7 separate regions of the Mus musculus genome follow, and all the other regions are linked to region 7. The links are chromatin contacts, called in public Hi-C, HiChIP or PLAC-seq and promoter capture Hi-C maps. All regions are on one chromosome and are shown on one strand. The core of a region is the stretch at or near the end of the contact, and the rest is flanking DNA. Distances in the headings are between cores, read along the strand shown.

What was found. Promoter capture Hi-C pulls out the DNA fragments that hold promoters and counts their contacts. A called contact is a pair of places that touch in the nucleus more often than the background predicts. HiChIP or PLAC-seq counts read pairs in DNA pulled down with a chosen protein or histone mark.
Region 1: a contact with region 7 is called in an H3K4me3 HiChIP or PLAC-seq map of embryonic limb bud, with 3 times the contacts expected there. The contact joins the enhancer-like site here to the promoter of Auts2 in region 7. A contact is called at or near these places in 1 of 39 promoter capture datasets (hippocampal neurons) and 6 of 115 datasets of contacts at active chromatin or transcription factors (craniofacial prominence, embryonic basal ganglia, embryonic forebrain and 3 more).
Region 2: a contact with region 7 is called in a Hi-C map of cortical neurons, with 4 times the contacts expected there. The contact joins the enhancer-like site here to the promoter of Auts2 in region 7. A contact is called at or near these places in 1 of 39 promoter capture datasets (hippocampal neurons), 6 of 484 Hi-C or Micro-C datasets (cerebellum, cerebral cortex, cortical neurons and 2 more) and 8 of 115 datasets of contacts at active chromatin or transcription factors (astrocytes, craniofacial prominence, embryonic forebrain and 5 more).
Region 3: a contact with region 7 is called in a Hi-C map of neural progenitor cells, with 4 times the contacts expected there. The contact joins the enhancer-like site here to the promoter of Auts2 in region 7. A contact is called at or near these places in 1 of 39 promoter capture datasets (hippocampal neurons), 1 of 484 Hi-C or Micro-C datasets (neural progenitor cells), 4 of 115 datasets of contacts at active chromatin or transcription factors (craniofacial prominence, embryonic forebrain, embryonic stem cells and 1 more) and 1 of 9 other capture datasets (adipose tissue).
Region 4: an H3K4me3 HiChIP or PLAC-seq map of embryonic limb bud shows a contact between it and region 7, with 3 times the contacts expected there. The contact joins the enhancer-like site here to the promoter of Auts2 in region 7. A contact is called at or near these places in 1 of 39 promoter capture datasets (hippocampal neurons), 1 of 484 Hi-C or Micro-C datasets (nephron progenitors) and 4 of 115 datasets of contacts at active chromatin or transcription factors (embryonic forebrain, embryonic limb bud, embryonic midbrain and 1 more).
Region 5: an H3K4me3 HiChIP or PLAC-seq map of forebrain shows a contact between it and region 7, with 4 times the contacts expected there. The contact joins the enhancer-like site here to the promoter of Auts2 in region 7. A contact is called at or near these places in 1 of 39 promoter capture datasets (hippocampal neurons), 2 of 484 Hi-C or Micro-C datasets (ganglionic eminence and nephron progenitors) and 8 of 115 datasets of contacts at active chromatin or transcription factors (astrocytes, craniofacial prominence, embryonic basal ganglia and 5 more).
Region 6: a promoter capture Hi-C map of hippocampal neurons shows a contact between it and region 7, with 3 times the contacts expected there. The contact joins the enhancer-like site here to the promoter of Auts2 in region 7. A contact is called at or near these places in 1 of 39 promoter capture datasets (hippocampal neurons), 4 of 484 Hi-C or Micro-C datasets (cerebellar granule neurons, cerebellum and cerebral cortex) and 6 of 115 datasets of contacts at active chromatin or transcription factors (embryonic forebrain, embryonic hindbrain, embryonic limb bud and 3 more).

Annotation. Positions count from the first base shown.
Region 1 is chr5:132,922,325-132,925,323 of GRCm38.p6, forward strand. No RefSeq gene overlaps it. Among named protein-coding and RNA genes, the nearest start is that of Gm36528, 170 kb to the left of the region's middle. Within about 2 kb of position 1,282, at least 18 of the 459 cell types and tissues checked have an H3K27ac peak or open chromatin away from gene starts, as enhancers often do. A contact at or near this core is called in craniofacial prominence and embryonic limb bud, where this site is marked.
Region 2 is chr5:132,112,099-132,115,083 of GRCm38.p6, forward strand. All of the region lies in intron 2 of Auts2 (autism susceptibility candidate 2), which reads right to left. Among named protein-coding and RNA genes, the nearest start is that of 4930563F08Rik, 230 kb to the left of the region's middle. Within about 2 kb of position 1,558, at least 12 of the 459 cell types and tissues checked have an H3K27ac peak or open chromatin away from gene starts, as enhancers often do. A contact at or near this core is called in cortical neurons and forebrain, where this site is marked.
Region 3 is chr5:132,969,936-132,972,749 of GRCm38.p6, forward strand. No RefSeq gene overlaps it. Among named protein-coding and RNA genes, the nearest start is that of Gm36528, 210 kb to the left of the region's middle. Within about 2 kb of position 1,401, at least 10 of the 459 cell types and tissues checked have an H3K27ac peak or open chromatin away from gene starts, as enhancers often do. A contact at or near this core is called in neural progenitor cells, where this site is marked.
Region 4 is chr5:132,854,285-132,857,166 of GRCm38.p6, forward strand. No RefSeq gene overlaps it. Among named protein-coding and RNA genes, the nearest start is that of Gm36528, 99 kb to the left of the region's middle. Within about 2 kb of position 1,552, at least 25 of the 459 cell types and tissues checked have an H3K27ac peak or open chromatin away from gene starts, as enhancers often do. A contact at or near this core is called in embryonic limb bud, where this site is marked.
Region 5 is chr5:132,134,769-132,137,693 of GRCm38.p6, forward strand. The region is part of intron 2 of Auts2 (autism susceptibility candidate 2); the gene reads right to left. Among named protein-coding and RNA genes, the nearest start is that of 4930563F08Rik, 260 kb to the left of the region's middle. Within about 2 kb of position 1,338, at least 15 of the 459 cell types and tissues checked have an H3K27ac peak or open chromatin away from gene starts, as enhancers often do. A contact at or near this core is called in forebrain, where this site is marked.
Region 6 is chr5:132,891,479-132,894,667 of GRCm38.p6, forward strand. No RefSeq gene overlaps it. Among named protein-coding and RNA genes, the nearest start is that of Gm36528, 140 kb to the left of the region's middle. Within about 2 kb of position 1,378, at least 35 of the 459 cell types and tissues checked have an H3K27ac peak or open chromatin away from gene starts, as enhancers often do. A contact at or near this core is called in cerebellar granule neurons, cerebellum, cerebral cortex and 1 more, where this site is marked.
Region 7 is chr5:132,541,262-132,544,509 of GRCm38.p6, forward strand. Auts2 (autism susceptibility candidate 2) reads right to left here and starts at 1,959. Exons shown (of 20, transcript NM_001363480.1): 1 at 254-1,959. The coding sequence starts at 562.

The DNA.
Region 1 (2,999 bases), core at 32-2,531, 380 kb after region 7:
ACTAAAGAGTTTGGTTTGGCTGGCTCTCTATTTTGATTGATTGATTGATTGATTGATTGATTGATTCATGTATTTTCTCACTGTACATACCCCATCCCAAAATGCATCTGATTTTAATCTTGTGCATGCCCAATTATGCACAGGTTTTCACTGGTAAGTAGAAGATTCTCCCAAAAGTGTACTTGAAGGAGACACTTTGCCTCACTGGCATGTACCCAAAACCAGTTCAGACTGGATCAGCCATTCAGTTTTTCTTAATGGATACTAAGGAAGACACTTGAATAGGGACTGTTGAAATTTTATTGTTAGGGATAAGAGAAGTCTGAACTTTTGTTCAGAAATGGGAGTGTGTGAAGCCCGATGTGGGTTGGCTATCATGAGTGCAGCTGCACATTGGTGTTCCAGGAGAGTGAATCCCTGGAGCTAGAGTTACAGGCAGTTGTGAGCTGCCCAACAAGTGTGCTGGGAACCGAACTCAGGTGCTCTCCAAAAGCAGCAATTGCTTTAAGCACTGGGGACTCTCTCCAGCCTTGCTCACTCACTTCCGTTAACTTGGTTTTCCTGATTCTTGCCCTCCCTATTGTCATAGCCAATTCTGCATACAAACTCCAGGCTAACAGGACATCTCTCCTTGTCCAGCCAGGAATCAGAGGCAGCCTGACCAAAACCATGCTCCATGGACTGCCCTTCAGTCACATGGTATAGGACATCTTTTCTCTACTGTTAAAAAAGGACACTCAGTATGTGGCATGAGTCAGAGCTCTTCTCAGTGCCCCTGCCATGGGGCCTTCTGCCTGTCCATCTATGCTGTTAGTATCTCTTTTAATAAACCTTTTATTAAAAGGAAAAGCTGTCTCTGAGTCTCCTCTGAGCCCCAAATTTGTAATCTTTCAACCATCAGTGATGATTTCAGCCCCCATATAGAGGAGGATAGAACCCCCAAAATTTAAGTTTCCTGAAAGTATCTGTGGAGGAGAAGAGATTGCAAAACCATCTCTTAAGATAGTCGTTTATAAAATCCTTTGGTTAAGTTTACAAATGAGACCCTCTATAAAACACCATATTCACTAGGGAAATAATTCCAGGATTGATCTAAATCCTTTAGTCTCATAGTATTTATGTAAACATCTGTCTCAGTCGGGTCCCTGCAGGAAACAGATGGTGTACTCCAAAGGAGAAGCTAAAGGGAGTGGAGAGACAGGACTATTTACACAGATGTGGGCTGGGTTAAGCCAGCTGCCAGAGGCAGTCAAGTGTCTAGGCTGTTACTGCCTCTGGGTCAGAATTAAGAATGTGGGGGGCGTTTCCACATTCCTCAGGACCTGATTCCATCAGAGGAGCCCGCCCTGGTAGGATATCCCTGGATGAAGAAACCCAATCACTCCCGAGCTAGAATAAAAAGACAGGGAAAATTAAGAGCATATAGGAAGGCAAAGAAGCTCATCATCCGGGGGTCTAGTCTGCAGCTTCTATTGGCTGAGCATCAAGAACCGTCAGCGAGAATCGTGATTGTCTAAGAAGACAATATGCATTTTCCCCAAGAAGTAACTCAAATGAGAACAGTAAAGAAAACAACAAACGGGGACCGACCGAGGAGGTGGCAGAATGCTCAGCTAGCATGTGCGTGAAACCTTGGTTCCATTCTCAGTGTCATGGGATTTGGAGTGGTGGCACATGCCTCTAATATCAGCACTTGGGCAGTGTAAGCAGGAGGAGAAAGTCAGGGTCATTCCCAACCATGTCACTATTTGGAGGTGGCCTGGTCTGGGTAAGAGTGCTTTCTAAACAAGCAAACTGTGTGTACTTAACATGATGTTGATTTTACCCATACCAGCGCTCTTATGCCTACCTCTGAAGGAGGTGTGGCTTTTTTGGGGGTAGGTGTGGCCTTGTTGGAGAAAGTGTGTCACAGGGGGTGGGCTTTTAGGTTTCAGTTGCTCAAGCCAGACCCAGTGTCTCACTGTCTTTCTGCTACCTGCTCACCCTAATATAGAACTCTCAGCGATCTCTCCAGCACCATGTCTGCCTGCATACTGCCATGTCTCCCACCATGATGACAGTGGACTAGACCTCTGAAATTGTAAGCCAGTCCTAGTTAAATGCTTTTCTGTATAATAGCTGCCATGGTCATGGTGTCTCTTCACAGCAATAGAAACCCTAAGTTAGATGCCTTTCACCAGCTGAGAATCCCTGCACAATTAAGGTTTGCTTCACCTCCTTCCCATCTGTAAACCTGTAGAACTCTATCCAGAAACCCCATTTACAGGAACAGGACATGTCCCAACCCCTTGTGCCACCCTAGAGGTTTCTGGTTTAAGCTTATCAGTTTATAAATCCATCCACAAGACACCCTCTTAGCACCACCCTATAATCACACTTACTAAAAAGAGAGAGGAAAGAATAGAAAGTTTCTTAGCAACTGGTTGAGATGCAACATGAGAGCCACCAAAAATGATATACATTTTGACTGCTCACACATATAATCGTGACTCTCCCTTAAAAAGCCCATACCCACATTGGGTACATCCCATCTTTCCTGACCATCCATTTTCTCTTAATCCCTTTGCTTAAAAACCTGTATTAAAAATATCTCTAAATAAACTTGAATTTGGCTTCATATCGACTTCCTTGAAATTCTTTCCTGTGTCAAATCCAAGAATCTGGTTTTATCTGAGTAGAGGTTCCTAGGAGGTTATGGGAACTCCTCAGGCTGAGTTGATTCTGGTGATCCCATGGAGCGATGCCTCTGTCCCTGCACTGTTGACGGGTATAGGTACCACACTGAAACTTCACTTTATAGGGACTGCAAGGTGCATGTGGAGTGTGACCTAGGGAAACTGAGGCAGGCATGGGCTAGCCTTGGTCAAGTGCCCTTCTATGCTATTGGACTCTGGCCAGCTATTTCCAAGGCTAGGACCTTGCCAAATAGACACAGAGGATCTAAGGCATTTGGTGGATAATGCATTCATTGTTTGGTGGTAAGTTTGGGATTTACTTAT
Region 2 (2,985 bases), core at 308-2,807, 430 kb before region 7:
TTTCTATTCCCACCTCTAAATCGTAGAACTCCAAAGCCAACGAACCAACCAAACAAAACAAAACAAAAACCAAGAACACCCAGAACAAGGAAATACCGAAGGACAGCAGCAATCAGTGCTAAACTCAGGATGAAGGAGAAAAAAAAGTGTTGCATTTACAGGAATATCAGTGAGTGTCAACAATCCACTGTTTCTGAGAAACAACAGGAAAGGGAAAGCAGCTTTCATGGGAGCATCATTCATGAGAGCATCACACGATGATGCTCCAGGCATGTATATTAGTCACAAAACGAGGTCAGGTGTGCTGGTACACAGCTGTAATCCAAGCACTGAGATGGGGGGGGGGCGGGGGGGGTGTCAAAAGCTAAAGGTCAGCTTCAGCTACAGACTGCAGGTCAAAGCTACATGAGACCTGATCTCAAAATTAAGCACAATTAAATTAAATTAAAAGAGTTGTAGAAAAGAAGTGGGGACCAGGACATGTCTCAGTGGTTGAGGGCATTTGCTGCTCTTGCAGAGGACCAGAGTTTCATAGTGCACACACTAGGCAACTCACAACTACCTGTAACTCTAGCTCCATGGGAAATTAATATTGTCTTCTGTGTTATGCAGACATTTGTACTCATACATACACACACCTACCTATCTACACATGCACACATGCGTGCAGCGCGCGCACACACACACACACACTAAAATAAGTAAAATAGGAGTGGGAGAGATGGCTCAGGAGGTTAGAGTACGGATTCTTACAAAGGACCCAAGTTCAATTCTCAACACCTACATGGAGGCTCACAACCAAGTGAAACTCCATTTCCAGGGAAGTCAATGCCCTCTTCTGACCCGTTCAGACCTAGTGGAGTCAGACATACAGACGAGCAAAAACATTCATCAGCATTTAATAAAGTCTAAAAAGAAAAAACACCTCAAAATAATATGCTTATAAAGAATCAGGAAGGGGAGGGACCACAGTGCGATACTGGCATTCTTATTAAGGAGTGAGCTGAGGCTGCTTTCCTGAAGGCATACTGTACTGACAGCAGTAGCAAGGAGGAGATAGAACAGCTAGCCTCAGACACAGTGACATCAAAGGTCTGCAGTAATTTCTTTATAAACCAGCCCTAGGAATAAATAGAAATGGCACAAAACGTTCTTTGAGTTTTAATATCTGAAGCTAATATAACTCAATGATGCTGTGGAACAGAAGTCCTACCGAATGTCAAAGAGCATTTTAAGAGCTCCAAGAGACTTCATAAAAAAAGATTGTGTCTGTATGACTACAGACACACTTTTACTCATATAATACATCTAAGATGCATCAGATAATAAGAGCCGCCTGCAAAGACTCTGAAAAACCACACCACTGTAAGACGTCTGGAATCAAAACAGCCGCTGAACTCTGGGAGGAAAATTCAGGCTCCCATCCATCCGTGGATTTATTCAGATCTGCTAACAAGCTTGCCGTGGGTCCTGCGAGACACAGCTACACATGAGTCAAGGCCTCTCTCAAGCATCCACAAAGGCCTCATGTGGGATATAGGAGGTGTCACTGGTGAGCCTGGACTGAAACAGATTCTCCCACAGAAAGTTCCAGAACAAGGCTGCAAAAGAGAACTAAACAGTGCCATCTGGTGCAAGAAAAACAGGGAGAAATAGGAGCCGTGGAATTTCCAGCCAGAACCTTGTGTTGAACCTCTGCTGGTGTGAGAATGACTGCTTTCTTTTCTCCTTCAGAAAAATGCCCTAGTGTTTCATGCATAATTCTTCACGCGTTATTTTTTTAATACCATTTTATAACTTTTCAATTAGCATAATCCAAGAGTAACTGAGCTATAAGAACTCTGAAGCCATTTACCATGCTTTCTTTTTTTATACTATGTAGTGACTCTAGGCTTCTTAGTTCTAAATATGACATTTTGGGGGTAAAATTCTACACTTTTTAAAAATGTATGCTCAATATTTGTGAGGAAGACTCATGTACTATTGAATGATTTATTGAAGACTTGATTTCTCCAGTGTTCCAAAAACTGTAACAAGTTATTAAATTACAAAAGAATAAAGCGTCAGTTGACAAGAGGGTGTATTATTTACTAAGTCAACCCACAAAGGTTCTTTAAATAAATTCTTTGTTCCTTTCCTTTTCTTTCTTTTTCTTTCTTTCTTTCTTTCTTTCTTTCTTCATCATCTTCTTTTTTTTTTACTTATTTCCTTTACATCATGCTTACTGCCCCCTTACCAGTTACCCCCTTCCATGATCATTCCTCCACCCTCTCCCCTCCTCCTCTGAGCAGGTGTGGACCCACTTGGTATCCCCCGACCTTTCAAGTCTTGGAGGGGCTAAGTGCATCCTCTCCTACTGAGGCCAGACAAGGCAGCCCAGCTAGAAGAACACATCTCATGTATAGGCAACAGCTTTTGGGATAGCCCCCCTCCAGTTATTCAGGACCCATATGAAAACCAAACTGTAATCTGCTACCTATGTGCATGTTTTTTGGTTGGTAGTTCAGACACTGAGAGCCCCAAGGGTTCAGGTTTCTTGACTCTGTTGATCCTCCTCTGGAGTCTCTCTTCTCTTTGCGGCTAGCTATCCCTCCTCCTATTCTGCCACAAGAGTCCCAGAGCTCCATCAACTGTTTGGCTGTGAGTGTCTGTCTGTCCGAGTCAGCTGCTGGGTGGAGCCTCTCAGAGGCTATTTGGAACAGTAGCACAAACATTGTATAACACCGTCCTTGAAAGAATCCAAGAATATATCCTAGGTTGACAAAAATAACATGGCTAGCTTACTGTCAACAAAAGAAATAAACAAAAAAGACAAACTGACTCACATCCCTGGATATTAGAATATTACTTCCGGGTTAGAGAAATGGCTGGGTGGTTGCAGACAATTGCTGTACTTGCTGCTCTTGCAAACACCCTGGGTACGAAGTCTGCTCAACAGGACCTGTATGGAGCCCCTCCCAACAACATCACTAATCCAGCGCCACA
Region 3 (2,814 bases), core at 151-2,650, 430 kb after region 7:
GGCAGAGATCAGGGATCCCCAGAGTAAGCTGGCTAGGGAGACTAGCCATATCAGTGACATCTGGCTTTGGTTCAGAGATCCTGCCTCACTGTATAGTTTGAAGAGTGACTGGGGATGATTCCTGCCATCAGCCTCAGGTCTCCATGTCCAAACACACACACACATGCACACACGCACACATGCACACACGCACACATGCACATATGCACACACACATATATCCATGTACATGCAAAATATACACACACGCACAACACACACACATACACTCATATATATCTATGCACATGCAAAATATATACACATACACACATGCACAACACACATACACTCGTGTGTATCTATACACATGCAAAATATACACACATGCACAACACATATACACTTATACACACATCCCTGTGCACCTATACATATGCAAAATCTGAACAATACACACACGTACAATACACTCACACACAACATACAAATCCCATGAACGCTTCGGCCAAGCGCAGGGAGACTGGCTGTGCTATCCTAAGCTGATATGCTCTTCATCTGAATAAACTTTACCAGGGTTGATCTCCCAGGTTTTCACATTGTCCTGATTGTCCTTGGAGCAAAGCAATAGCCATCTTATGGGGAGCTATTGAGACCCCCCAATAAAAGATCATCTAGTTGGGCTTGTTGATTGTTTATACTGCCTCATGGAGGGCTGGAGGGTCATGAGACTCTCACCTGAGTAGCTGCTCTGCACCACCTATTGTACACAATTCTGCCTAAATTGCCTGTGCCCTGGGGAAAAGGCCAGGGAAGAGTAAGGAAGAGGAGCTCCCTCTGTTTGGCTACAGGGATAGGCTAGGGACCAGTACCCATGTAAGTAACCTTTCAGCTATGTTCTACATGACCTCCAAAAAATCATTGGTTACCATTGTGAATTTTGCTGGAATCAGGCCTCCATTTGTCATTGGGACCCTGGGGGAAAGGGTAGACATTGTTTTTATGTGTCCCCTGGAAAGAAATCACACATTTACTGTGAACTGGCCCACCAGAATCCCCAGATATGAGACCTGGAAGAGCTCTGAACATACAGGAAGGGAGTGTGAATTTCTGAGCTGGTTGCTGGGAGGACCTGGAGCTTCAGGGAGTAGCTAGCAAGCGGGCTACTTTCCTTTCCTAGGAAAAGCCCCCCCCCCCCACACACACCCTCCCAACCTCCTTCCTGGGCTCCATTCCAAGTTCACCAGGCAACAGCGCCTCTTCATGCTGGTTCCTGACTCGCCATTTGGGTTTTAGGAAATTCGATTTTGGAAAACACATCTTGCTTTCATTCCTTTGAGCTTGTGCCTTTGAGGATGTGGTTTAGAAAGAGGCTGTGTGGGGCTCCAGGCCAGAAGGCAGCATCCCTGAGCCAGAAGGAATCAGCTTATCCATTGTAAGGCCCATGGCAGCTGACGTGCCTCCATGAGTCGATCTGCGACTGTCCCACTCTGTTCTGCTCCTGTCCTTACAGTTGGTGGCTTCATCCCTGAAACACTCATTCTTGTACTGTCTGCTGGTCCCCACATTCCTGCCTCTGGGGAGCCATACATGTCCTCCTGTTCTTCACGTGTGCCTCCTGTGTATGTGGTGTATGTGTGTGTGTGTGTGTGTGTGTGTGTGTGTGTGTGTGTAAGCAGGCCACAATGCCATGGTGCATTGTGGAGCTCAGCTTGTAGGAGCTGTTTCTCCCCTAAAGTGCGGATGCTGGAAATTGAACTCGAGTCATCAGGTTTGGTGGTAAGTGCCTTTACCCACTGAGCATCTTCTATCTGCCTCCTTTGTTGTTCTTTTTGAGACAGAGTCTTTTAACTCCTCTGGAACTAGGCTGGCCAGCGAGCCCCAGGGATCTCTTGTTTTATGTCTCCAATGTACCATCATACCTAGTGTTTCTGTATGGTTTTGGTGTTCAAACTCAGAGCAAGTACTTGATGCAGGGAACCATCTCCCAGCCCCCGGATGAAGTACTTGTTGAGGGCTCTCTGCTTCGAGCACTTTCAACAGCAGCAAATGAAATTCTTCATTTCTCAGGGAAGGCCCTGAAAGGGAGGGCAGAGTTTATCACAGAGTCAGACAATACTTCCCCAAGTGGCCAGTCAGTGTCAGGCTTTGAATGTCTCCCACAGGCTCGTGTTTAAAATGCTTGACCTAAGTCTGGTGGTGCCATTTTAGAAGAATGTGGGACAGAGGTGAAGGAAGTGAGTCACTGTGCTGGGCCCCTGCATGCTCATACACAGATATCCAAATAAGCATACAGAAATAAAATTTTAATAACTGAAGGGAGTGGACAGTTTAGCAGTTAAAAACATGTGCTGGTCTTGCAGAGGGTCAGAGTTGAGTTCCCAGCCCTTTGTGTGGCAGCTAGTTTATAACTACCTAACTGTGATTCCAACTTCAGGAAGATCTACTCCATAGGGATATGATGCCCTCTTCTGGCCTTCTTAGGTACTGTACCCACATGTACACATACACACACACACACACACACACACACACACACTTAAAAATAATAAAGTAAATCTTTAAAAACTACCCCATGATATTTTTGTGCTTTCTGCCCATTTCAACATTTCAAAGCTATTACGTTTGGTCATTTAGGCAATACAATAGTTCCTGCATCTCAGGCTGTGGTGTCTGAAATACCAGGACAATTGATCTCCTCTTGCCAAGTCTTAACTTATCTGTCAAAGAGTAACAACAGAGCCTGCTTTATTGTGGCCACTGTGAAGTTCAAAGTCATGTCTAACATTCTTCGCATGGCATCTGACTCACAATGCATTTCCATGCCCATGAGCT
Region 4 (2,882 bases), core at 302-2,801, 310 kb after region 7:
TCCTTTACCTTTACCTTTACCTTTACCTGTGGAGGCATCTCAGTTGCCCTCAGTTGACATTTCTTGAGGTGTCCACAGCAGTGGCCACGGCCATTGGCCTGGACCTCACCATTTTCTCTGTGGGTGCTTAAACCACTTTGTTAGGAGTGATTGTAAAGGTCCGGTGTTGTTAGAGTGTTATTCCCCTATAGTAGAACCTTTGTTCATTGTTGTGACAAAATGACAAAACAAAAGTAACATCTGAAGAAAGGAAAGGCTCATTGTTCAAAGCACAGTTCGCTGTAGTGAGAAAGGCATGCGGGCAGGAGCACAAAGCCACTGGTCACATGGCATTGTAGTCAGGAAACAGATAGGACAGACAGATAGATAGGCTTGTGATCAGCTTGCCTTTTACCTTCTATTCAGTCCATGTCCCCAGCACATGGGGGAAGTTCTTTCCTCATTTAGGGTGTGTCTTCCTCTCTCATTCATACCCTCCTGGAAAGTCTCTTATACACACTCAGACTTATCTCCTAGGTGATTCTAAATCTGGCCAAGATGACATGAGGAACCATCACAGACCCCACAGATTCATGTGGCAGATGAGTTGTCAGTGGGCTGTATTGGGAAGGTGATGGAACGTTGAAGAACTATAGTTTATTAGGTGATGATGAGATTACTGGACACATCATACCTAGAAAGTTTAATCATGGTCTCATGGCATAGGTAAGTTCTTGCTAGAGTGAGTTGTTTGGAAGTAAGCTTACCTACATGCTTGGTTTCTTTCACCCTTTGCCAAACCCCCTTTTCTCTGCTATGCCATGGCTATCACCACGGGCTAGAAAGATGGGGACAATCTGACCTTAGAGTTTTAGTCACTGAAAATAAAAGCTACATAAGACCTTTTTGTTTTCTTTAAAGACTCCCCATCTTCTGTTGTTACAGCAACTGAAAATGGACTTATATACAATTGCCTTTGTCCTTTTGCTATTTTAGATCTCCATTCTTACAGACCAAGTCCACTGGGTTTGTTAGCAAGGGGTTTTAGAACACCCTGTTGCTCTCAGAGCTTGGGTTCTTTCTGCCTCTGCAAAATACGACTGACATGGAACCGAAGAGATGGCTACGTAGTTAAAAACATTTGCTGCTTTTGTAGAGGACCCAACTTTGGTCTTTAGCATCTACATTATGTGCTTCATAACCACCTATAACTCCAGCTCCAGGAGATCTAACACCTTCTTCTGGCCTCCATGGGCAATTGCACGTGCATAATGCACATCCCCCGTGTGCATATAATTAAAAATAAAAACAATAAATCTTAAAAAGAACAACGGAGACTACTTCATTTCTAGTTAGAGAATAGCATCTATTCAGAGCAATGCAAGATAATGCACGGCCACAAAAAATATGGGGAAACAGGGCACTGGGCAACCCAAGAGAGCCATAGCTTAGGGCTGGTTTTGATGAGTATGCAACTTTCTGTGACTTACTGTGTTATTTGCCTGGATCTGAGAAGCCCTTCTCTCCAGAGGCCAATGATGGGGCTCCCAGGGCAATGTTTTACATTCCTGAACAACATCTGTTTTACATTCCTACCCTCTATAAATGCATGCTGTTGGCTACTTGCCTGAGCTCACTTCTCCCTCCTCCCTTCACAATTTTTCTCTCTTCAAGATAGCTTCTCTCTTTGGAAGAATGGGATCATTTCTCTCCTGAATAGGTCTTCTCATAGACAGAAAATTCCAAAAGCTGCATGTGGCCTTTGCTTTATGTATCCCATGGCCACGCCCAAGGAAACCAGGCTGAGAATGGCTGTGAAATCTCTAGCCAGACTGTGGCTGTAGCCTCAAGTTCCTGACTTTCTAGCAAGGCTTGTGGTTGGTTAAAATGCTCAAGGAGTTCTGTGTGTAGCTCCTAGAGGACTGAGTTCCAGGTCCTTCGCTCTTCCCCTTCCCACAGCCTCTCCACGTTCCCTCTTGCCTTCCCAGCTAATTGAAAAAAAAAGGGGGGGGGGATTGAAATGTAGTGAAAGCTAAGATCCTAGAATAGGTCAGGCTACCACACAGGTTCCAAACTAAACACCATCAATGCCAAGTCACTGAACTGTACAGACCAAACTGACAGTACCACATTTGCCTGCTGCTTCTGCCTTAAGACTTTTAAAGAGACAGTGTACATTGGTGTAAGATTCTTACAAAGGAAAAAAAAAGGTAAGGCAATTGTGTGCATTATAGCAATTAAAAATGACTATGCTCATCCTTCTGTCTTAGATTACCACTCTATAAAACAGATTCTACGGGGGAGAATATTTGATCTAAAAATGAAGAAAACTCTTACTACCAGAATTAAGTGTCAACCAGCATTTGGCCTCTGTAATTATTCATGTTTCTAATTTTGGTTATTACTGTCAATTTTGGAGGTAACTTGCACAGAGAGTGTAATGGTTTCTTGTTTCTTCACTGTGCCAAAACACCCGACATAAAGGATTTCTTTTCCTCGGTTTTAGTATGTTATCTTTAGCATAGTTACCTTTCACTCTTAAGTTGGAATAGTATGGAATCACCTGACTAGGGAGTCTCAATTGAGGACTGTCCAGATCAGCTCGGCTTATGGGCATGTGTGTGCATGTGGAATTGTCCGAATTATTAATTGATTTAGGAGGGCCCAGCCCACTGTGGGTGATACCATTCCCTGGTTAGGTGGTTCTGGGTTGTATAGAAAATTTAGCTGAGCGTGAACTGTAGATCAAGCCAGCAAGAAGCATTCTTCCACAGTATCTTTTTGAGTTCCTACCCTGACATCCTCTTTTGTAGCAATTTCCTGAAAGATAAAATATTCTATATTGGAGCTCATTAAGCTCATTAAGACACAAGAAGTTCTAAAGTGAAGTGAAACAGCCTGTC
Region 5 (2,925 bases), core at 88-2,587, 410 kb before region 7:
TACCTTTGAGGTTTACAGTGCCTGGATTAGGTAAAGAAGCAGCTAAGAGTGCCTTGGTTATTTGACTAATGACCATCTTGTTTCGACTATAGGGCAATATACTCTCTATATTCACTACACTATTTCTTAACCTCCCAAGGGAGCAACAACAGATTCATCAAGAATGCATTCTCTCACACAAGGAAATCTGTAAAATCTCTCCACACTGGATATCCAAATTTAACACCCGCCTTCTGTTTTTACCCAGCATCTTAGGTTGTTAAAGGCATTGCTATCACATTCTTAGGTGACCACATGTTAACTGTAGACAGAGCACAATGAAGTCTAGCGTCTACACTTGATAGCCAGTAACACAGGACCAGATTGAGGACTAGGAGGTAGTAAGACCTGAGAAACATGAAAAGTGAGAGAAGAGTGCTAAGAAAGGTGCTAAAATATATGACCAGTAAGAGATACTAACACTAGTTAAACCACAAGGATAACCCAGCCAAAAGAAAACAATAAAAGACAATCTTGGGGAAAAACAACCCTAAAAAACAACATATAAGAAACAGACATACCCACAAACATGAGTTGTTCTCACTGGTCATATCAAACTAATAAAGCTACTGTCCTATGAAAGAAAGGCTCCTTGATGAGCCTGCTGATCAGACCTGTGGCTGTAGGGGATCTCCTTGGTTACTAACTGATGCAGGGGCTCACTCTATCTGACACCTTCCTAGGCAGGTGGTCCTAGACTATGTAAGAAAGCTAACTAAACTCAAATCCAGGAGCAAGTCAGGAAGCAACATTCCTCTGCACTCTCTGCCGCTACGTTCCTGCCTTGAGTTCTTGCGCTGACCTCTCTTGCTAATGCACTGTGACCTGGAAGTGTAAACCAAATAAGCTTCCCTCCTAAGCTGCTGTTGGTCAGTGAGTGTTTTATCACAGCATCATAATGAAACTACCATAAAAACTAGTACGACGATGGCAGAAGTTTAAAAGAGCCAAGTTCTTGGCATCTAACAGAGCTTCAACTAGACAACTCCCTCTCTGTCTCCTGTAGTTTCTTTCCTCCCTTAATTCCAAAATAAAGAACTCATCTGAATGTCTATTAACATACATTAAAGAGGACCCCGTGTTAATGCCTACTTCCTTGAAAATGCCATCTATCACCTCCTAGCTATAAAGCTCCTCCTAGCCACACACTCACGAAGCTAGGATGTGCTTCCAACTCTAGAATAAACGCACTAAAGAGGATCTGCCAAAAACCAAGTTGGCATGGTATAAATCAAGCACCATCTACAAACAGCCAGAACGTCCCATGCCAAGCTGAAGAAAATTGCCTAGCTAGATCTCCAATTAGGCATTGGAAGCATCCACAAGCACTTCCTCTGAGTATACTATTTAACATCCTTCTGCAAGGCCAATCTGCATCCCATACTGTTAGGAGCCAAGCCCACAGAGGCTCACAAGCAGCCCCTGGGCCTCTCTGCCCAGTTCTATTTCACAGTGCCAATGTCAAAGCACTGGTTGCTGGCTGTGACTAAGACCGGGCAAAGGATGTGGAAGGCAACACATGGAGGCTCCAAAGAAAGGAAAGTGTTAGGAATCCGTGGCTGCATCTGAAGCTGTACTCACCACTTTCTAAGGAGGCTGCTCCCTTGCAGAAGCAATTGGCAGTAGACAAAGGATGTCCTAGGTACCACCCAGAGCTCTGTGTACCACACCTGCAGCTGCAGGGCCTGTCAGCTGTGACTGATCCTCTGCAAGCTGAGCCAGCACATTAAGGGTCTGGCAGCTGACAGGGAAGCAATCCTTCAGTGAGAGAGAGGGGACAGAGTGCTGGGAGGTGGCACTCTACACGCCCTATCCTGCTCATTGTTTTCTTGGCCTGGCAGAGGCTGATACGTCCTATATTTCACTTATCAAATGCTAAACACAGAGTGCTGGCTCAGCTTCCTGGGGGAAGGAAGGGGTGAGTAGTTGAGGGAAGAGGAGGGGTGAGGAAAGGAGAGAGAGGAGGGGGTGGGAGGAAGTGGACAAGAAGAGGGGGAAGGAGAAAGGAAAGGGAGGAGAGATAAGAAGAGGAGGAAAACAGAAAGGGAAAGAGAGCAGGGAAAGGGGGCCAAGACTGACTATTCTTTTGATCCAAGTGGAACCCCTGTATCATACCCAATTATGAAATGACCAGTGATACACACTGGAGCAACAGGTGGATGCAACACAAGACCAGAGGTCAGGGTTTCAAAATTTCTTTCTCCCAGCTTCTTGTGACAGGGATTCATATAGCTCAGGCTGGCTTTGAATTCACTATGCAGACAAGGATGACCCTCAACTTGATTCTCCTACTCTCAGAAGTAAGACACAGATCTCCAAGCCTAAGAGCCACTACTCTGCCATCATCAGAGCAGATGTGAATAACTGCTAGAAAACATCAAGAGACCTATTGGGGCCAGAGAGAAATGGATCTATAGTCTGTGCTCTTAACCACAAAGCACATATTACTCTTGAAGGGGACCCAGGTATGAATCCCAGTTGAATTGCAGGTAGAGTAGCTCAGAACCCCACTTGCAATTCCTCAAGGGAGTACCTGCTCTCTCCACAGGTATCGGTACACTCTCTTGTGCACATATTTTCCCTTCCTCCCTCTCTCCCTCCCATCTGTTTCTCTCAGGAAAAAAAAAAAAATCAGACATGCCAATGTTCTTTCATAGAAATCGGGGGGGGGGGGGGCACTACAATCTTACCTTAGATTCCAGCCACTCCCTTTGACACCTCCCTTCCAGTCTCTTCCAGTTTGTTTTCTATTGTTATGATAAAATACCAAAAACAACTAGGGGGAAAAGGTTTTTTATTTGATTTCATCGAGTTCCAGGGGGTAGTAGTAGTAGTAGTAATAGTATCTTCATTGTTGTTTATTTTATGTGTATGGGTGTTTTGTCT
Region 6 (3,189 bases), core at 128-2,627, 350 kb after region 7:
TCCTCCTAGCCCTTCCCCTTTGTAAGAGCACGGTCCTATCCAACAACCTGAATATGTTAGTCAATTCCTAGTCACCGAGATGAGACACCTGATAGGAGCAACTTGGGAGGAAGGGTTGAGTGTCTTGGGCTACACTTTCTCGTGGTAGGGGAAGCATGGCAGCCCCAGACGGAGGCCGTTTTAGCTGTATCCACAGTCAGGAAGCGGAGGATGTGGGGGCTCAGCTCTCCTTTTCATTATTCTAGGACCCAGTCCATCCATCTCCCACTCAGGGTGGGACTCCCCATCTCAGTTAATTCCTTCTACAAAGCCCCTCACAGGCATGTCCAGAGGGCTGTCTCCTGGGTGATTTTAGACCTTCTCAAGTTCAGGCTCAATATTAACCATCAGAGTAAGAGAGCATCACTACCAGCCCCTGAGACAGTCCTGATTGGAAGATACATAAACCAGCTGGAGATGATGTCTGAGTTATTACTGACATGAGTGGCTGAGGTTCTGGCTTCCCTATGTTCTGTCTCATTGAGAGATGCTGCTTTCCTGGTTCCTGCTGGGATGAGACCTTGTCCTAGTATACCTGGTAGGGATCCACACTTTTCTCTCTGGTCTGTTCCTGGAGATGCCTCTGACCACTTCTAGATAGTGGCCAATTTCTCTTTAGACGTGGGCTAGCTGCACAGTCAAGATGTTCCATATGGAATGAGACCCAGTCTAATGATGCATATGGATAGATATCTAGACTAGGATTTCCATTTGTTCAATGGTTCTCACTCTTTGACATGTTCTAGAATCTTCTGGAAAGCTTGCCAGTTTCATACGGCTAAGCCTTGCCCTACTTTTTTTGTTTCTGAAGGTCAAATACAGCAAGATCCCTACCCCCGGCCCTTCTGTATGTGTGTGTGTGTGTGTGTGTGTGTGTGTGTGTGTGTGTGTGTGTGTGTGTTTATAAGTGGAATTCAGAGTTGTAGTTGCTGATCTGCCTACGCAGTCTGGCCAGTGAGCTCCAGCTGGTCAATATTCCTCCTGACTCCCTGTGCTGGGATTTTAAGTGCATGCCACCACGACTCTTTGCCTTGAGTCCTGCGTTCCAACTCAGTTCTTCATGCTTGTGCCCCAAAAGCTTTACTGACTGAGCCATGTCCCACTCCTTGTACAAACCATTGCAGTAAGCCTAGGGAACCCTGCTTTGAAAAACCCTTGAAATTTCAGCAAGGGAAGCAGTGACTGGGAACAGAGAAGGCTCTGGTAGGAGGCCATGGTTGCTGAGTCTGCCCAGATGGTTCTCTGGAGCCCTTCCCCAGCAGGCACAGGGCCCACAGTGTTACTGCCAAGTTGGCATCCCCGTTCCTCCTGCCTGGGCTCTTAGCAGCAGGAAGGAAGGGTTATATAATCCACAGTGTCACCACCTCCAGCTCTAGTTTGCTCTATGCTCTGCCTTCTAAGGCAGATTCCCTCTGAGCACCTCTGCCAAGGAATTTCTGAGAGCAGGGATGTGGATGCTCTACTTGGAGAAAAATTATATAAAAGAGAAATCCCCCAAAAAGTTATTTTTGGACCCAGGTCTGGAAGCTCTTCCCCTAGGAAAATCAATGTCAGAGGCATAGATTTGGGGGAGAAATAAAGGTGAAGAAGGGGTGGTTGTGGTAGTGGTGGTGATGGTTCAAGAGGAGGAAGAGGAGGAGGAGGAGGAGGAAGATTGACGTAAAAAAATCAGCTCCTTTTCAATGAAGGACAGAAACAATGAGGGAAAAAAATCTCTTCATGGTAGTGTAGACTTGTAAATCTCAACACTCAGGAGACTGAGGTAGGATGATCAGGAGTTCTAGGCCAGCCTGTGCTACACAGTGAATTCAAGGTTAGAGTAGGTTACATTAAACACAACAAAATCAAACAGTAAGAGAAATAATGAAAGTAAGAGACAGATAGGCGAATAAAAGAGATGACCATTTGTGTCTTTTCTAAGAAAAGGGACAGATCATTCACAGGATTGGATACCACCTTGCTCCCCTCCTTTCATAGACAGATAGATGTTCACAGTGCCTGAGAAGTAGGTACCTGTGGTGGTTTAAATAGGTTTGGCCCCTGTAGATTCAGGTGTTTCAATGCTTAGCCATAGGGAGTAGGTGGTAGGTGTGGCTTTGTTGGAGGAAGTCCATCGCTGTGTAGACAGGCTTTGATGTCTCCTATGGATGAAGTTGTAGAACTCTCAGCTCCAGAGTCTCTAGAAACATGCTGCCCTGCATGCTGCATGTTTCCTGCCATGATGATAATGGACTAAAGCTCTGAACCTGTAAGCCAGCCCCAAGTAAATGTCTTCCTTCCTAAGGGTTGCGTTGGTCATGGTATCTCTTCACAGTAATAAAATCCTGTGACAGTACCTTTGATACTTAGAGTGGGGAAAGAGAGCTGGAGCAAAGCTAGGCCAAGTTAACTACCTGTTAGTTTTGGGTAAAACATTTCTCAAATGATCCCCATGTCTAGATGCAGACTTGGTAGACTCTAACCTAAGATTAAGGCCCTAAAGGTCGCTGCAGAGGAACCTAAGCAACGTCTACATCAAAACCAGTGGGAGACAGTGCACAGTACTGCTGTGTGACCCCTAAAACTCAAAATTCAAGTTAACTAAAACCATTCTTCCTTCCTTCTTTCCTTTCTCTTCCTCCCTCCCTCCCTCCCTCCCTCCCTCCCTCCCTCCCTCCCTTCCTTCCTTCCTCCCCTTATCCTCTTCTTCTCTCCCCACCCCCCAGTCTCCTTCTCTTTTGGAGACAAGGCTCTGCACAGTAGCCCAGGCTGCCCAACATACTATATTTAGTACAAATTAGCCTCAAACTCACAGCATTTCCTCGTGTCTCAGCTTCCCAAGTATTGGGACTTTATTTGAAGCCTATCATGGAGTCAGCCTAGCTTTCTCACTCCATCCCCAGCCTTTGTTTTTGAGACAGTCTTGCTATGTCCGCAAGCTGGATTGGAGCTTATGATCCCTCTGCCTTGTCTTCAGGGGTGCTGAGTTTAAATAAGTGTGCTCCTGTGTTTGAGCTTGGTGTCCTTGTTCTCTTTGAATGTCAAAATTCCTTTGTATGTTTTCGAGTGAGGCCTTACAGCTTCCTCTCTGGGGATAGGATCTGAGCAGGTCTTGTCAGTAGAGGAGCCCAGCTCTTTGCAGGCAGAAGGCTATGACCTCCCGGCCTTCCC
Region 7 (3,248 bases), core at 709-3,208:
AAAGGCAAGCTGGACAAGAACGAAACCAGTAGAAGACCAGACCAGGCATACAGCTTAGCGATTCCCTCCTTGCTGCCAATCTGCCCCCAGCTCCCCCTACATACAACCCCACACCCAACAATAAGACCTCGGCCGAGACTGAGAGCTTCGAGTGCGGCGGGGGAGGCAAGAAAACCGGGGTGCAGCCGAGTGTGGGGGGTGTCATGCATAAAAGGAAACCATGGGGGGAACAGAAAAGGGGGTCCCCCCTTACCTCCAGCGCTTCAAAAGTAACAAAGCTGGTCATGGCAAATCCATCAATGATGTCCTCTTCGGCTGAGGTGGACTCTCTGCGCTTCCTCCGCGGGGGTCTGGGCCGGGACGGGGCGGAGGATGGGGGCTTTCCATTGTCTTCCTTGTCGGAGCCCGACGATGAAGCCAGCGAGGGAGCCCGGGTCCGGCCGGCTCCTATACCACCCGCCGCACCGGTTCCTAACCCGGCCCGGGAGCGTCTCTCCCGGTCTCGCTGTGATCGAGACCTCCGCTTTTTCCGGAGTCCATGTCCCCGCGTCGGGCCATCCATGGTTCTTTTAACCGCGCCGGGGATCTTCCCCGTTCACCTACCCGCGCGCCACAGGCTCGGGCCGCGGCCACACACACACACACACACCCCAAGAAGAAAAAAAAAATTGACACCGAGCCCCCCTTCCTCCTGCACGGGCTTTTCCCTCCCGCCGCGAGGAAGGGCGCGGGGGAGAAAGCGGCTGGGAGAAATAAAAAAAAAAAAAAAAAAAAGAATCCGAAGAAGAACAAGAAGGGAGGGCAGGGGGGAAAAGAGAAAGAAAAAAGGGGGAAGGGGCGGGGAGACGGGGAGGGAGGGACGGGGAAGCGAGAGGGCGAAGTGTGGGGCTCCCCTCTGCACCGAGGGTCGGAGATGCCTGCGAACAGCGCCGAGCAAAGTAATGGCTGAACACACAGGTCTCCTTTACAGAGGAAAGGGGGAAAAAAATAACTCACCAAGCAGGCAATAAATCAGAATAGCGGAATGCTTTGATCAAGAGACTGGGGAAGCCCTCCCCGCGGCCATGCTCTCTCCCCACCACTGAAATCGCCTTGCTTCTCCCTTTCTCTAGAGACCCCCCAAAAAATTTTAAAAAAAAAAAAGCCCGAGGTCCGAAAAGGTCACGGTGAAGTGAGGGGTGGGTGGCAATGAACTTCACCCGCCCCCTCGTGCAGGAAAACACCCCACACCTCCGCCTCTCTCACACACTCGCCTCGCAGAAAAACTCACTCCCGGGCTCCCAGTCTTTTTTTAAGAAATGCATCCAAGGGAAGCCAGGGCTGGAGAGCGAGCTGAGAGGGGCGAGACCCCCCAGAGAGGGGAGCATAACCACGCAATCACAAGCGGAGACAGAGGTTGCCCGAGGAAAGGAGGAAGGGAAGGAGGAGGACGCTGAAGCAGTTGTGGGATTTTTTTTTTTCGGTCTTCAAGGGGGGGAGGAGGAGAAAAAGATGAAAGAAGAGAAGAATTGCAAAGCCTGGCGCGTGCCACCGACCCCCTCCTCACATACACATGCACGCACGCACACACACAAATTGTAGATCTCCCCCCACCCCCAGTTCCAGAGGTCACCCTTCTTCCAAAAAAATTTAAGATAAAATTATAAAGGGGGAGGGGGTGAGTCAGTCAACGAGGAAAGCAAAGAGCAGTCTCCAACCCGAGATACACCGGTGTGGTGGCGCCGCCGCCTCTTCTTCGTCTTCTTCTTCTTCTTCTTCTTTTTCGCGTCGCCCCGCCTGAGGAAGAAGCGCTGCGAGATGCCGCTCGCTCTCTCGCTCACTCGCTCGCTCGCTCTCAGCTAACGCTGCCTCAGCCGCCGCCGCCGGAGCCCGGAGCCCGAGGGTGCACGGCGTGTCCCCGGGCGGCTGCAGCCAGAGCCCGGGCACGGCCTCATCCTCCGCCCGCCTCGCTCACACAGCGCCCGCTCCTCCCCCTCCGGCCGGCCCACCGCCGCCGCCCGCCTCGGCCCAGCCCCGCGCCCGCCCGCTTGCCGTCTCCCTCTCCCTCTCTCTCTCTCTCTCCCCCTCTCTCGCACGCGCGCTCGAGCTCGCTCACCGGCGAGCGCTCTGGAAGACCGCCCTCTTCGCGCCTCGCTCTGCGCGCGCTCCCGAGGACCGCCCTCCTGGCTCTGCACGCGCTCCCGAGAGCTACCCCCTCCCCTCACGCCTCACTCGGCGCGCTCCCGAGGGCCGCCCCCCTTTCCCCCTTCGCGGACTCCCGAGAATCTCTCACGCCTCGTTCTCTCTCCCCCTCCCCAAAACCCCCGGCACCACGGGGCGCGCTCCCGAGGGCCGCCCCTTCCACTCAGGCACCACTAGCTGCGCGCTCCCGAGAGAAGCCCCTCCCCTCGCGCCTCTCCCCCCCCCCCGCTCTCTCCCACGCGCGTCCCCGTCCCCCCTCCTCCCGCGCGCCTCGGGCCGGGCTAGATCACGTGACCCGCCCCCCTCCCCTAGTTGTAGAGTGTGTGGAAAGCAAAAAGGCTGAGGGGCTGGCCACCGCTCCACGAGCCCAGGGCATGCGCGCTGGGGCGGCCGGGCCTGCGCACTTGGGGGCGGAAGGGGTCTCCAGAGGCTGTGGGGGGTGTGTTGGAGGGGTCGGTCACAGGCCGGTGTGGAGTTGAAGTTCGAGGGCTTGGAGGCTGCCCCAACATCCCGCCAAACGCACGGAGGACTCGCGCGCGCACGCGTAGCAGGCACCTTTCTCCGGACACTTGCTCCCGGAGTGCCTTATCTCCTCCACTCCTGAAGCTCTTGCTGGCTCAACTACTCTGAAGTACCTCTAGGTGTTTTGCCCGCGCGCAAGCGCGCGCCCGGTGCAAAAAAAAAAAAAAAATTTTTTTTTTAAATAAAAAGTGCTTGCAGCGCGGGGAAGTGCAAAGTATGGACCCAAAGAGGTTGCACTTTGGGGACAAGAAGAGTAGTCAGTCTAGTGCTGCGTCCAGGCTCATCAAGCAAGAGTTGGAAACTTTCCCCCGACCCCCTACTCTGCGTGGTAGAACACTGAATGCCAGAGTGCCCCTGAACCCAGGCGACCCCCGCCCGGCCAGCACTTTTGGTCTCTCTGTGGGAGACACTTTGAGGAGGCGCTAGCCGCTTTGGAGCAGCCAGACACCGGGAACTTGAACCTGGAGCAAGGGACTGAGTAGCTCGGGGCCGTCCCAGTCTGAGGACTCCAAACCGCCATCCCCCTCGCTGCAGACTTCGCTTAC